2 separate regions of the Pan troglodytes genome follow, and region 1 is linked to region 2. Evidence: chromatin contacts called from public HiChIP or PLAC-seq data. All regions are on one chromosome and are shown on one strand. Each heading gives the region's core, a stretch centred on a gene start, on an enhancer-like site or on the middle of the called end of the contact. The rest is flanking DNA. Distances are from core to core; before and after follow the strand shown.

Region 1 (2,884 bases), core at 23-2,522, 960 kb after region 2:
TTTAATTATTTATTATTTTGAGGAGTTCTCGAAATCAGATTTTAGCAAATTAGAATACTCTCTCTCATCCCTTTAGAAGGGTGAACCTTAAGGATAGGAATTGAAAACACCCACAATATTGTACTATACCATAATTAATGTTTAGTCATTGCTTATTTGGAATCTAGACACTATTCTAAGCATTTTGATAGGATTATCTGTTTCAACTTAACAAATACTTACAAGTTAGATTTTTAAAAATACATTTACAACAAGGAAACTTAGTGTAGCTTGCCCAGGGTCACCCCCACAGCATGTATGTCGAGCAGGCTGTCTCTATGATAGTTTGGAGGGATACTATGATGCCAATTTGCTAGAGTAATAGAATATGGTGAATGATGCAGTGCTAGCTACAATCTGTCCATGATTAAAGGCACAATCAAAGCATAAATTTTCATAAATTTCAGCCCAACAAGGTTTTCTTTTACAGATGTACATAGTCATGTTTTCAATCGGCCCTCAGTGATCTTATCCTAATTTGACCTCTAAATGTGTAACTTTCATATACTTTTAGTTCCCTCAGTAGCACTATCTAGCCTGCATGCCAAAGAGCCCTGCTTGGTTAACTAGGAATGCGTAAATCAATAAAAATAATCTCAGAGACAATAAAGATATGAGTTACTTAAAATACTTTGAAAGCACCTTATGGCCCGGCGCGGTGGCTCACGCCTGTAATCCTAGCACTTTGGGAGGCCGAGGCAGGTGGATCACAATGTCAGGAGTTCGAGACCATCCTGGCCTATGGTGAAACCCCGTCTCTACTAAAAAAATACCAAAATTAGCTGGGCATGGTGGCGGGCGCCTGTAACCCCAGCTACTTGGGAGGCTGAGGCAGGAGAATTGCTTGAATCCGGGAGGCAGAGGATGCAGTGAGCCTAGATTGTGCCACTGCATTCCAGCCTGGGCAACAGAGCAAGAACCCGTCTCAAAAAAAAAAAAAAAAAAAGCACCCTGTGAGGGAAACAGTACTAATTATTTGATATTCTGGGAAAAGTGGGGGACAACTGTCAGGCTTCTTTGTCGAAAGTTTATGAACTGATGGCTCAGTTAATGGCTGCAAGTATAGTGTATATATATATATATATGTATATATATACACGTGTATACCTAGGAGTATTTATTAAATCCCAGCTGAGGCTCTTTTGTTGCCTCAGGCCCCTCCTGGTCTCCTCCAGTCTGAGCAAGGGAGAATTGCACAGAAGGGCGGGAACTGACTGTGGTTCCCGCCCCTTCTCATGAGGTTTTCAAACAGGTCCGTCATGTTATTATAAAAGTGCTGCGTGGCTGTGCCAGACGTATTGCGTTACAGATTTAACAGCTGTACTTTCAAGATGTCTGGCCGCGGGAAGGGCGGAAAGGGTCTAGGTAAGGGTGGCGCCAAGCGTCACCGTAAGGTATTGCGTGACAATATTCAAGGAATCACCAAACCCGCTATCCGCCGCCTGGCTCGCCGCGGCGGCGTCAAGCGTATTTCTGGCCTCATTTATGAGGAAACTCGCGGAGTGCTGAAAGTTTTCCTGGAAAATGTAATCCGCGATGCTGTCACCTACACGGAACACGCCAAACGCAAGACAGTCACAGCCATGGACGTGGTGTACGCGCTCAAGCGCCAGGGACGCACTCTTTATGGCTTCGGCGGCTGAACTTACCTCTACAGTACACTACCGCAAAACCAACGGCCCTTTTCAGGGCCACCTATCCACTCAGCAGAAAGAGTAGTAGTCACTGCTAAAAATGTAGTTTCACGTGTTTAGTAGCTTCGGTTTTCAAGTTAAATGGTCTTATTTCGCCTTGGCTTCATATCTTACTGGCCAGTGAGGATAGTGTATTAAAGTTTATTTTCACTCTTGCTGTGTCGCCCATGCTGGAGTAATCAATGGCGCGATCTCGGCAATCTGCAGTCTCCGCCTCCCGGGTTCAAACGATTCTTGTGCCTCAGCCTCTTGCGTAGCTGGGGCAACCGGCTTGCGCCACCAACACCCGGCTAATCTTTGTATTTTTTGCAGCGATGGGTTTTCGCCATGTTTCCCAGGCTGGTCTTGAACTCAAGCTCAAAAGAGATTTCCCTCCTCCGCCTCCGAAAGTGCTGGGATTACAGGCGTGAGCCACCACGCTTGGCCTGTGTTTTCTGTATTTCTGTAAAGAAACATGGCAAACTGCCGCTAACATTCTTCATGGCTATCAGAGAAACAAGGTAGCAAAGATTGTAGCTGCTGGAGAAACAAGGTAGCAAAACCTGTATCTCAGAAGGCAAGTGGTAAAGGCTGATGCTGCCGTGAAGAATAGTGAAAAAAATGGAGGTAGTTACTAGTTCCTACCAAGGCATTGTTATATGAAAGGAAGACAAAATGGCATTCAGATGGTTATTGGTGTGGGGGGATGGGAGGTGTGTTGGAGGCACTTGACTGGCAAATACATTCTTTAAAGAAGAGAGTAGTAATTACCGTGGGAGAAACAACCATGAAAGTACACAAGATTCAACATTTTTTAGTGGAATGGTGAGAGGCCAACTTGTTTGGTTCTGTTCCTCTGAGCTGCCTTCCATCCAGATCTACTGATTTTCTATTGTTGAATTTAAAAGGACTTTTTATTTATGTACCCGTGGCCAATTTAAAGGTATGTTGAACGAGTTCTTTTTTTGTTGTCCTTTTATCTTAAATAGTCTTAGACTTTATTATTAACACAAGTCATTTTACCTTAAATCATAGATCAGGTTACTGTGGTTGCATGAATGGGCGTTTAAAACCGAGGTTGTCATGATTAAATTCCCACCTTCTTTCCCTTTACACCTCAGGAAATGAGACAAAAATAAGTAAGCCATTCCCTGGTGGGTTACTCCAGTCCT
Region 2 (2,854 bases), core at 63-2,562:
AAGAATACTTAGAATTGCAAAATTTGCCTTTAAAGAATGGCAAGTATATCCCATTTTTATGGCTGTTTGACAACACTATTAATGTAATAGAATTATTACACTGGAGGCCGGGCGCTGTGGCTCACGCCTGTAATCCCAGCACTTTGGGAGGCCGAGGCGGGCGGATCACCTGAGGTCAGGAGTTCGAGACCAGCCTGGCCACCATGGTGGAACCCCCGTCTCTACTAAAAATACAAAAAACTAGCCGGTCGTGGTGGTGTGTGCCTGTAATCCCAGCTATTCGGGAGGCCGAGACAGGAGAATCGCTTGAACCTGGGAGGTGGAGGTTGCAGTGAGCCGAGATCGCGCCGCGCCACTGCACTCCAGCCTGTTGGAGACTCCATCTCAAAAAAAAAAAAAAAAAACCCACTGGAATTAGTAAATAGATTTCAGGGATTTGTACGTTTGATTTCACTTATTACCCCTGCTGAATAAGCTTCTCCGGAGTATCCTACAACAACTTGTGGGTCTTCATTGCCTTCCAGTGGGTTAATTTAGAAACATTGTAAAGAGTTGCTCCAGCCCAACCGCCAAAGAAGCGCTTTACAATGTTATCTAGCGAAGCAAACATGAAGTGAAACAAACATGACTGTGTCCAGCTTTCTCTAAGAGTGTAGAATGGCTCTGAAAAGAGCCTTTGTTTTCCAGTCCTCACAACCTCGCTCCTTATTTGGCCTTATGGTGGCTCTCAGTCTTCTTAGGCAGCAGCACGGCCTGGATATTGGGCAAGACACCACCCTGCGCGATGGTGACTTTGCCCAGCAGCTTGTTGAGCTCCTCGTCGTTGCGGATGGCCAGTTGGAGGTGACGCGGGATGATACGGGTCTTCTTGTTGTCGCGGGCCGCATTGCCAGCCAGCTCCAGGATCTCAGCGGTCAGGTACTCCAGCACCGCAGCCAGGTACACTGGCGCGCCGGCTCCAACCCGCTCGGCATAATTACCCTTGCGGAGCAGGCGGTGCACTCGGCCCACCGGGAACTGAAGCCCCGCCCGAGAAGAGCGGGTCTTGGCCTTGGCGCGAGCTTTACCGCCTTGTTTGCCACGTCCAGACATACTGGTCACAACTTACTGAAAGTAGCCAACGAGAAAAGGCAGCGCCTTTTATAAACACTATTGGGCGCGAAAAAGAAGATATGTCATTGGTTAGGGTTGCAGCTTAGTTTTAACCAATGGAAGTACGTCTTTTGGATTTGCAGATTGGGTTGATTGGGTATAACTAACCTCTGACGTCACCCTAATAACCACCAATCAGATACAGGACTTTAACTCTTCACCTTATTTGCATGAGAGGTCCTATATAAAAACGACTCCTGGCACCTTGCTCCCATTACTTCCCTTTTTCTCGATCTGCTGCTCGTCTCAGGCTCGTAGTTCGCCTTCAACATGCCGGAGCCAGCGAAGTCCGCTCCCGCGCCCAAGAAGGGCTCGAAGAAAGCCGTGACTAAGGCGCAGAAGAAGGACGGCAAGAAGCGCAAGCGCAGCCGCAAGGAGAGCTACTCCGTATACGTGTACAAGGTGCTGAAGCAGGTCCACCCCGACACCGGCATCTCCTCTAAGGCCATGGGAATCATGAACTCCTTCGTCAACGACATCTTCGAACGCATCGCGGGTGAGGCTTCCCGCCTGGCGCATTACAACAAGCGCTCGACCATCACCTCCAGGGAGATCCAGACGGCCGTGCGCCTGCTGCTGCCCGGGGAGTTGGCCAAGCACGCCGTGTCCGAGGGCACCAAGGCCGTCACCAAGTACACCAGCGCTAAGTAAACTTGCCAAGTAAGCGTCTTAAAGCCCAACCCCAAAGGCTCTTTTAAGAGCCACTTAAATTGTCGATATTAGAGCTGTAAACACGTGTTCCTAATCCAGGCTTAAATTCGGGCGATCTTTTTAAAGGGATTATTATGATCTTATCACACTGAGTAATGCGTGCAGTGCTTGTAATCGAGTCTGGCTAAGGAGAAGCCACATACACTTTGTTAGTACTGAGTGAGAAATATGGCGCCTAAAAAATTAGGGATGTGCAGGAAACTTGTGTTAACAGAAAGTGCTTCCTGGCTCTTGGCGCGAAAATGGATACTTCCGTTGTATCGAGTGCTGTGACTTCCTGTTAGAACTTGTTGAAAGCCTATTGTGTCACGTGTACTTTCCACCATGTAAAGACGTTCTAACGTGAGTTTATATATTAGTAAATTTGGTTCCTGATGGCGTTCCAGTACGTATGGCTTTCGCTCGAGCAGTTACCTTATTTAACCCCTTCTAGGCTGTACCCAGCTCTGCCTTGCTTTGCTTCCCCCTCACCCCCCGATTCCATCTCTGCAGCCCACGGGACATCGGGAAGATGCCAGACCACCAGGCAGGATAGTCTGAAAGGGTAAGGGGAGGAGCACAGCTTTTCTCATGAGTGAAGAAACGGAACATGAGATCATCACGGAGATTTTTGGAATAGTTTACTAGTTTTTAAGGCATGTTCAGCGTCAATTGATCCAATCAGTAATTTTTCCTGACAAGAAAGCTTATAGAAAAGGAAAATGAAAAGCAAGTAGATTCAGAGGGGAGACAACAGACTGAGACTAGAGACAGTCCGCCCCGAAGCAAGAAGTTGGAGTAGAGGAGAAGGGAACTTCCCCAGCAGCACAGGGTTTGAGCTAAGTGTTAGGTGGTGGGTTAGAAATAGGTGGTGGGTTTTATTGTGTGATTAGAGGCTAGAATGACTATGCCGGTGATGAGCACTGTGAAACTTTTTTGGAAGAACCAAGTGAAAGAAAGGGTCCACGAATTTTAAGCTAGGTTGTTACCTGGCTAAATTTGTGATTTAGAA

What was found. HiChIP or PLAC-seq counts read pairs in DNA pulled down with a chosen protein or histone mark.
Region 1: an H3K4me3 HiChIP or PLAC-seq map of stem cell-derived excitatory neurons shows a contact between it and region 2, with 3 times the contacts expected there. The contact joins the promoter of H4C4 here to the promoter of H2BC12 in region 2. A contact is called at or near these places in 1 of 7 Hi-C or Micro-C datasets (induced pluripotent stem cells) and 1 of 1 datasets of contacts at active chromatin or transcription factors (stem cell-derived excitatory neurons).

Annotation. Positions count from the first base shown.
Region 1 is chr5:32,156,206-32,159,089 of NHGRI_mPanTro3-v2.0_pri, reverse strand. H4C4 (H4 clustered histone 4) reads left to right here and starts at 1,272. Exons shown (of 1, transcript XM_009450636.5): 1 at 1,272-1,888. The coding sequence starts at 1,371. The coding sequence ends at 1,682. H3C4 (H3 clustered histone 4) reads left to right here. Exons shown (of 3, transcript XR_010157591.1): 3 at 1-966.
Region 2 is chr5:33,112,457-33,115,310 of NHGRI_mPanTro3-v2.0_pri, reverse strand. H2BC12 (H2B clustered histone 12) reads left to right here and starts at 1,312. Exons shown (of 2, transcript XM_518295.8): 1 at 1,312-1,812. The coding sequence starts at 1,423. The coding sequence ends at 1,803. H2AC12 (H2A clustered histone 12) reads right to left here and starts at 1,162. Exons shown (of 1, transcript XM_063812257.1): 1 at 585-1,162. The coding sequence starts at 1,092. The coding sequence ends at 706.